Regions from separate parts of the Sus scrofa genome. Here region 1 is linked to region 2. Evidence: chromatin contacts called from public Hi-C data. All regions are on one chromosome and are shown on one strand. Each heading gives the region's core, a stretch centred on a gene start, on an enhancer-like site or on the middle of the called end of the contact. The rest is flanking DNA. Distances are from core to core; before and after follow the strand shown. Region 1 overlaps LOC102158035. Region 2 has its middle 28 kb from the start of DAD1.

Region 1 (4,589 bases), core at 1,001-3,500, 230 kb after region 2:
CCCCTGAATTTCTCCTGGAGCTTCAGGATGCTGCCAGATGTGCCCAGGTCCTCTGTGCCCCGCCCCACAGAGCCAGCATCCAGAGCCCACCTCCACCCCCCTGCGGCTGCTCCTCACGTCTGGGAACACATCAAAGGAGGTTTGATATTCATAAGTGCTATGAGTCATTTTCACAGGGAGCTACAGGGAGCCGCCTGTACCACTGCAAGCTGTATTCAGCCCTTTGTCAGAGCAGCTGAGCCGAACCAATCCCCCATTATGGGAGAGAGGAGATTCCTCCTGGGAGACCTGGATTTGCCCTCAGACCCCTGTGCAGAATAAAATGGGTCTTTTTTTATTGAGAAATAGTTTTTAAAACATCCTCCGGTCTTGGCTCAGCATCTCCACCGCCCACGGGGACGACTCTGCGTGGTCCTTCCACAGAGTGTGACCACCTCCAGGCTCCCACTGTTAGTGTCAATAACATCTGAAACCTCCCTGTTTCCCTCGCTCTGGGGACAAAGGACATCCACAAGCCTCCAACCGCAACCACATTTCTTATCAACGGGTGGAGGAAATTCTGCTCACTCCTGTTGAGTTTGGCTCTTGTTGGACAAAGCATCGTGTGTGACACTTTGAGGCCTGGCAGAGACGCGCAAAATTAAAGCCACAGGATCGCGGGGCTGGAAGGGACCCTAGTCATGCTCCATTGCTAGCCCCTCAAATTACAGATGAGACAATTGAGGCTCAGAGGGGTTAAGCACCTTGTCTAAGGTCACACAGACAAGTGAGGATTTCTAGTACACAGAATCGTTTTCTTTTCTCTTTGTCTTTTTTAGGGCTGTACCTGTGGCACAAGGAAGTTCCCAGGCTAGGGATCAAATCAGAGCTGTAACTGCCAGCCTACACCACAGCCACAGCAAGGAGGGATCTGAGCTGCATCTGCAACCTACATCAGAGCTCATGGCAGTGCCGGATCCTTAAGCCACTGAGCGAGGCCAGGGATCGAAACCTTATCCTCACAGTCACTGTGTTGGTTCTTAACCTGCTGAGCCACAACAGGAACTCCAGAATCATTTTCTAAGAGAGAGGGGGGAACAGTGGCAGCGTAACTCTTGTTATTACTTGCCCACTGGAGTCTGCTTCAGAGATGCAAACCTATAGGAAAGGGAGGGAGACCAGGAGACCTGAAGCTATATCTCAGCTTTGCACCTCAGTTTCTCTGTATGAAAAATGGCTGTGTTACTTACCCTCATTTCAGGGCTGTTGTGTGGCTTCCTGAGTGACTCTGGGAAGTCCTGGGAGCTTGGACCACTCTCTTTCTGGGCCCAGGAGTGGGGCTACTTGCCGAGGCTGACTAACCTGTGCCCTGTTCCTCAGTCGCCACTGAGGCCTTGAGGAGCCACTGGCATTGGGAGGGTGGGAGAATTAGTGAGGAACGATCAGGCTGGGAGGCAGGGCCGTAGGGTGTGGGGGGTGGGAAAATGAGTGGGATATAGTAGCAAAATATAGTAATACCTGCCTGCTCCCAGCCCTGGTAATAGTTTCACAAGAGAATATGTGAGATGTCCCCTCCAGATGCCCAGATTCCCTACCTTTGCTTGGGGAGCGTGGGAAAAGTGTGCCCTTATCCATGTGAATTTAAATGCATTTTCATTACACTATATGTCTTCAGTTCTGCCAGAAAAGCCAGCATGTCTTGCTCTTTAAAATGTCTAGAGCTCCTGTTCCCATTTGGGGTTTGTGGTTGGAAGGTCGGCCTCCTGAGCTGTCTGGTGGTAATCGGGTTCTGAATAAATGAGCCCTTAGGGATTGCCAGGGAGACCAGAGAGCAGCCCACGCCCTGCCGGGACTGAGTCTGGCAGCAGAAGCCACACCGTGTGCCTTGCCAAGGTGGTTCCCGCTGGGCTGGGCTGCTCGCGCTTCCTGGCAATCCAGGCGGCATCCTGGCTTGGCGATGCCGCGAGCCCAGAGGCCCAGGTCCGTGCATCAGTGTTCGCAACAGCTTTCTCCTGTTATTACCTTGTCAACAGCAGTATTGGAGACACAAAGGACAGCTCTGCATGATGATGCAGTGAATGACTGGTTAGGTGCCTCCTGTTTAATAACCAGAGAAATATTGCTGTGCGGCATCTCTCCATATGTTGTAGCATCTGTGTCTGGCATGTAAGGGACTCATTTTCTTCGCATATCTCATTAAAGATGTAAGCAAAATGGAGGGGCTGCGAGCAGCACTCTCCCCGCACTGCCTGCAACTCCCTTTTCTTACCCTCTGCTGCCATCTAGTGGCCACTTGCCTCCTCTGCATTGTCATTTTCATAGTGGGGCTGAAGTCTTGCCCCCTGGAAACTAGAGGAGAACAGTTACACAAACCACACAATTATGGATCTTGTGAGAGTCCTTGTTGCAACAGAAAGTCAGCCTGAACCACCCTGGGACTGCCTCCTAGAGCCTGAGAGGGCCCTTTCTCCTTTGGAGAGATAATGGTCCATCAGTGTTCTTATAAACCTATCCAAGTTCCAGACTCTAAATCATGAAGACCTGGCAGGCTGGATAAATCTTGCCAAAAGCCAAGGTGAATCTTGTGACCTGGGGGCAGACAGAGTCCTGCACCTCAAGATAAAATTTCCCCTACAATCTTGAAGAATCCCCAGAGGTTGGGATGGAGAAGGCACAGAGCAGAAGGGGGAGTCCATGGGTCTTTTCAGCCTCTTGCCCACCCATCTCCACAAAATATCCTTGCAAGTGGAAGCTTGCTCCAGCCTGGGTCCCACAGCCTTAACTCAGGACCCACAAGCCCGGTTTGACATTTGCTTCGTTGCTAGTGATGGCATCAGAGGGTGTTTTCAGCCACTATTCATCAGTCTGGGACCTGGGGAATGCATGCCGGGATGTGTGCAAAGCTGTGAAATGCTCCCCACGGTGGAAGACACAGTGTAAAGTGAACCACCTCACTATGGTGACAATGCAGGAGGGCCACGAGTGAAGAGCAGACAGAGTGCAGCAGCTGCAGGGCAGGGTTTAGGCTGGGGCTGCAGGTGCCTGTGCATCACTGTGGGCCCTGACGCAAGAGGGAGGAAGGCCACCCTGCTTCTGGGCTGGGGACTGAAACACAGGGTGATTTTGTCACCCAACCCAGCAGCTAACATCTTTCTCTTGAAGCCTTGGCATGCATTCCTTAATCTCATTAACTGAGTCATTGTACATGTACTCAGCTCTAGAATATGCAGTGAAGTAGACACAAAAAGCTGCATCTGACAGTCTAAACCTTTGAGGGTCTTATCATCGAGAAGAAGTTAAGGATGAAGCATGAAGGTCAAGGCAGCGTGCATTAATTCTCCATGAGAGAAACGGCTTAACACAGAAGGCAGGGATTCTGGGAAAAGGGGAATCCTCCCCAACAGCTGGGGAGCATATTATGGAAGGAAATGCTTCAAGTTGTCCAAGGAATTCCAACTGATGGTGAAATGCCCTCTGAGATGTGTGGCCTCTCTGGTCCCCAGGGCCTAAGGACTTGGATTTGGCTGTGGGTCATGCTCCCCGGGTCAGGAGACAAAATAAGACTAAGATGTGTCTTCCAGGGCCCATTGATGTATCTGTAATAGATTCCTTTCCCTTCTTAGTATTACTGTTCATTCATTGATTAACCTGTCATTCATTTATTCATTCAGGAAATGTATACTGTTCTAGCACTGGTGCTCAGGGGATAAACCCACAAAATGTCTTAAGTTTTCACAGCAGCTTGACACTGAACCTGAGCTTCATAGAATTAGAATCACTGTCATTTTTGTCTCCATCTTCAGACCCTCCACTTTTTAAGTACCTGGTGTTTTGTTTTGTTTTGTTTTTTAGGGCTGCAGGTGCGGCATATGGGAGTTCCCAGGCTAGGGGTTGAATTGGAGCTGCAATCGCTGGCTTATGCCACAACCACAGCAATGTGGGATCTGAACTGCATCTGTGACCTCCCCTGCAGCTTGTGCCTATGCCAGATCCTTAACTCGCTGAGCGAGGCCAAGGATTGAACCTGCGTCCTCATAGATACTAGTCAGGTTCTTAACCCACTGAGCCACAATGGGAACTTTGGTACCTGTTGATTCTTTATTGCTTTATCTGTCCACATGGTCCTCACGCCTTTCCCTGCTCCGCCCAAGAATGCTTCAAACAGAGGCAGCCCCAAATGTCCTGCTGCGTCTTCTGGGGGTGACTTCTGGTTGGCAGGGATGGTCGGAGAAGACACTTTATTGGTCATGTGGAAATAGAAATGGAAAAACAAAGACAAGACCCTTTGATTTAGTCTTGATTAACAATAACATAGACTTTGAGTTTGCAACAGTGTTTGATATGCCTTGTGAGGAAGAAATCCTATTATGTCAAATTTTCAAAAGCCTGTGCCGTTAAGATAAAAATATTTACATTTCATGACCGCGGAGCTCAGTGAAAAGGGGCTGTCAAGAGACCAGACAGCTGGGGGATGGTTTTGTGTGATTTAAATGTATACAGTTTTGGCGTCTTCTTATGTTGACTGACAAGGAACAAGCAGCTTCAATATCAACTCCCCAGGAATATAACTTTTAATGGCAAAGCATTTGATCACAGAGAACTCCAAAAAA
Region 2 (4,505 bases), core at 747-3,246:
TGTGCTCTAGAGCTTTCCCAACTTGGCTGCACTTTAGAATTGCTTGGGGGTTTTAAAAATGAAACCTCAGTGCCCAGGGCACACCACAGATCAGTTGGGGGTAGCGTCTGTACCTTATAAAGGAGATTCTCATGTGCAGCCAAATCAGAGAAGCACTGCTCTGGATTCTTGCTCCTTAAATTACAGCCCATTGACCAGCAGTATTGACCACACTGGGAGCTTATTTGAAAAGGAGTCTCTCGAGCCCCACCCTAGGCCCTACTGAAGCAGAATCTTCAACACCGTCTACATGTGATTCCTGTGCATATTATAGTTTTAGAAGCACCCATCCAGAATGATGGTTCTCAGATTTTGGTGTATGTCACAACTACCTGGGAACTTAGTAAAAATGAGCTTGGCTTTCTGTGTTCATTAGCTCTCTGTGTAACTCTGATACACGCTGAAGTTTGAGACTCACTCTAGATCAGGAGTTGGCAAGCTTTTTCTTTTTTTTCTTTTTTCTTTTTTCTTTTTTTTTGCTTTTGAGGGCCGCACCTGCGGCATATGGAGGTTCCCAGGCTAGGGGTCTAATCCGAGCTGCAGCTGCTGGCCTACACCACAGTTACAGCAAGGCCAGATCCGAGCCACGTCTGCGACCTATACCACAACTCATGGCAATGCCGGATCCTTAACCCACTGAGTGAGTCCAGGGACTGAACCCGTGACCTCATGGTTCCTAGTCAGATTTGTTTCCCCTGTGCCATGATGGGAACTCCGGCAAGCTTTTTCTTAAATGAATGGCCTGGCAGTGTGGTCCAATAAAATTTTGTTTATAAAAATCACTGTCCTTGGACCATGGCTTGCCATTCCAAGGGATACTAGTTCACTAAAATTATGACTTAATTTAATATGCCTTAAAATTTTTATGTACAGATGTACTTCCTGATAAGGAGGCTTCTGAATTATTTTAGTCTGGATTGGTAAATAGGTATTTTAAATAAGAAAAGCATCTGAACTTTATTTTTTATTATTTATTTACTTATTTATTGTCTTTTGTCTTTTTTTTTTTTTTTTAGGGCCACACCTGCAGCATATGGAAGTTCCCAGGCTAGGGGTCAAATTGGAGCTGTAGCTGCCAGCCTACACCACAGCCACAGCAATGTGGGATCCTTAACCCACTGAACGATGGTAGGGATCGCACACATGTGCTCATGGTTGCTAATCAGGTTCATTAACTACTGAGCCATGGTGGGAACTTAGCACCTGAACTTTAAGATAAATTAGTTGAAAACTGGGAATAATAGTAATTTTATCAAGGAAGACATTACAGTTTTCAGAGGGTTGTTGTTTTTTTTTTGGCTGTGCTTGGTGCATGTGGAAATTCCTGAGCCAGGAATGGAACCCACACCACAGCAGTAACAACACCAGATCCTGAGCCATAGCAGTGACATCATTGGCTCCTTAACCCACTGAGCTACTATGGAACTCCTTCAGAGCTTTTAGTACACAGATTTTGTTTAATGTCTGCCAATGATCTTGAGATACATGAGGCAGATACTAAGCTCCCACTTATTGGGTTATTAGGTGATTTGTCCAAACCAGTGACCATCATTGGAAAACATTCATCTCTGGTATGTCTTCTCATCATTTGCTATAGGCAGTTTTTGGTATCTTCAGTTTAGATTTAGTTGAAAACTCATTACAACTCGTTTTTAGGCTTCTGTTCACTTGCTCAGTGGTTCTCTGTATGCAGAAGAGTTAGCTGCAAAACCATTCGAATTTGAAAAAATGCTTTACTCCACAGCCTGCTAATTGAGTTTCTGATTCTTAGGTCTTTTTTTTTTTTTTTTAGCTGAAATTAGTTAAACTCATGGTAGATGAGGGGGTACTGAACCAGGATGGGTAATCTTTTCATGTGACGCCTCTGATGGTCTCTGGATCTCTCCTTCTACCAGCTGGGGTGTGATGGTGCCTCCATGGGCCTTACACGTGGGTGCCTAGTGCTGCATGCTGAAAGAGTGGATTATGAGTACCATGGCACAGAGTAAGCTAAATCCTAGCCTAACTGTTGCCTCTAGCTCAGTGCCTTTATGGGGTGAGTTTATTTTTATTTTCTGTGCTCTTTTGTGGGGCCGGAAGCCATTTGCCACAAGCACTGTACATGGTCTGTTCCCTGCCATTCTTTGCAGTGACGGAAGCTCGGCCCTCAGCACCTCCTGCCCACACATTTCCTGCGCCCTATCGCATGGAAAGCATCTCTTGTGTTTTCTTCTTTTAGCAGCCAATACCTTTGGCCTCTTTGATCATATCCTTTTCATCTTAGGCTTCAAAACATTTTTGTTATGATAATTGAAAATGCTTGAGGAGGTCAGAGAGGCCTGCTCTCTGGTTTTAGAGGCTCAGCAAACCAGCGCTGGTGGTTGCCAGGGGCTGGGGAGCTTGCCTACGAACTCGGTGTGACCCTGTCCTCACATCTGGACTGGCAGCTCTGAACATTTAAAATTTGAGTGCTATGTAACTTTCTGATGATATTTAATTTAAAAAAATTGAATACAAAAAATAGATTTTTCCTGCATGAGAAAACACAGAACAGGATCTCAAATGAGGGAGTAAGAAAAAAGAAGGAGGACTTTGGAGGAGCTAAAAAAAAAGTATTTTATTTGCTTAGGTTGAATTAATAAGTGGGCTCAAGCTTATGCAAAACTTGTCAGTGGGATGAAAAAAAAGGTGTATTTTCGAAAAAGTACTTTGCCGGACCTGAAGGTGTGTTTATTCAAGGACCTGCTCTGCCACTTAACTGTTGACCTGTGGGCCTCTGGTCTCTAAAAGTTAGCCAATAGTTAGGCACCCAGGCACTGAGCTACGGAGGGCTCGATGTTAAGGAAGAGAAGACACAGGCCTGTGGTCCAGGAGTGAGGAGCTACTGCTGAGTGTCTACCCTGTGTCTGACTTGGTATCATGGGTCCTGTCATTTGCCCTGTCTTCACGTCTCCTGTCACCCCAGGAGGAGGGAGGTCATGGTCTCCTTTTCTAGATGAGGAAATGGAAACTCAGACCGCAGGTGTTAGGGTTCGAGTCTTATTTCTGTCTGATTCCAAAGCATTTGGGTTAGGCTTTGAATGAGAAAAATGGTAGAATAAACATGGGGATAATAATACTTCACACTGTTGTCCCAACAAAATGGACGTGAAAGTACCTTGTTAATGGAACTGCTCTACAAATATACTGGTACCCTCAGAGCTGTTGCCAGAAACTCGGAGAACTGTCTACATGTATTGCTTTTCTCCCTCAGCTGCATGGCCAGTTTTCTTGGCTCTCAGCTAAAGGACTGTGGTGAGCACTATCAGGTCTTCCTTTTTCCCCAGAGAGAGAGAGATCCTGAGGGATCCTGAGACACCCTGGGGTCTGCTATTCAGACCTGCTCTGCCTTTTTTTTTTTTTTTTTTTTTTTTTTTTACGTTTTACTGAAGTACAGTTTTTTATTTTATTTATTTATTTATTGTCTTTTTAGGGCCTCACCCGTGGCAAGTGGAAGTTCCCAGGCTAGGGGTCAAATCAGAGCTGTAGCTGTAGGCCTATGCCACAGCCACAGCAATGTGGGATCCGAGCCATGTCTGCAACCTACACCACAGCTCATGGCAATGCCAGATCCTTAACCCACTGAGTGAGGCCAGGGATCAAACTTGCGTCCTCATGATTGCTAGTCAGATTCGTTTTCCACAGAGCCACAACAGCAACTCTCTGTGGCTGATTTATAATGTTGTGTTAATTTCTACTGTATGGCAAAGTGAGTCAGTTATACATATACACACATCCATTCTTTTCCAGATTGCTTTCCCCATATTGATTATCAGAATATTAGGCAGAGTTCCCTGTGCTACGCAGCAATTCTAATCATTCCATGTGTCACAGCGTGCATGTGCCAGTCCCAAGCCCCCAGGCCATCCCACCCACCACCTGTCCCCTTTGGTAGCCATAAATCTGTCTTAAAATCTTTGAATCTTTCTGTTCTGCAAATAAGTTCATTGGTGTCTTTTTTTTTTTTTTTTTTAAGATTTCACATATAAGTGATCTGATGTTTGCCTTTGACTAACTTCACTTAGTATGATAATCTCTAGGTCTATCTGTGTTACTCTGTCTTTAAATTCCAGGAATGAACAACTTTGTTTTTTAACGTTTTATTGTTGAAAATTTCACACACACACATGCATGTCAGTAGAGAAACGGGCGGATACTCAATATTCAGCTTCAACAATTATCAACGTTTTACCCCAATCTAGTTACATGGTATTAATAAGAGACATCTGGTGGGGAAGTGTCTTCCTACTGCTGCATTGTTGAGCTTAAAGTTTGAGTGCCTACTCTCCCAGGTCCTAGAGGAGCAGAGGTGATCAGACAAAGTCACCTCCCTTTCTGAGCCTTTTGTTTTAGTTGGGAAGAGAGCCAAATGAGCACATAAAAAGAATTGTGTTGTTACAAGTGGGGTCAAGGAAATAAACTATGAAGTGATCGCAAGTGGGGATGGG

What was found. A called contact is a pair of places that touch in the nucleus more often than the background predicts.
Region 1: a contact with region 2 is called in a Hi-C map of fibroblasts, with 3 times the contacts expected there. The contact joins two enhancer-like sites. A contact is called at or near these places in 1 of 5 promoter capture datasets (liver), 18 of 47 Hi-C or Micro-C datasets (adipocytes, alveolar macrophages, brain and 12 more) and 1 of 2 datasets of contacts at active chromatin or transcription factors (skeletal muscle).

Annotation. Positions count from the first base shown.
Region 1 is chr7:76,691,046-76,695,634 of Sscrofa11.1, forward strand. The region is part of intron 2 of LOC102158035; the gene reads right to left. It also overlaps the pseudogene LOC100626750. Among named protein-coding and RNA genes, the nearest start is that of DAD1, 260 kb to the left of the region's middle. Within about 2 kb of position 2,251, at least 22 of the 83 cell types and tissues checked have an H3K27ac peak or open chromatin away from gene starts, as enhancers often do. A contact at or near this core is called in retroperitoneal adipose tissue, where this site is marked.
Region 2 is chr7:76,458,140-76,462,644 of Sscrofa11.1, forward strand. No RefSeq gene overlaps it. Among named protein-coding and RNA genes, the nearest start is that of DAD1, 28 kb to the left of the region's middle. Within about 2 kb of position 1,997, at least 17 of the 83 cell types and tissues checked have an H3K27ac peak or open chromatin away from gene starts, as enhancers often do. A contact at or near this core is called in retroperitoneal adipose tissue, where this site is marked.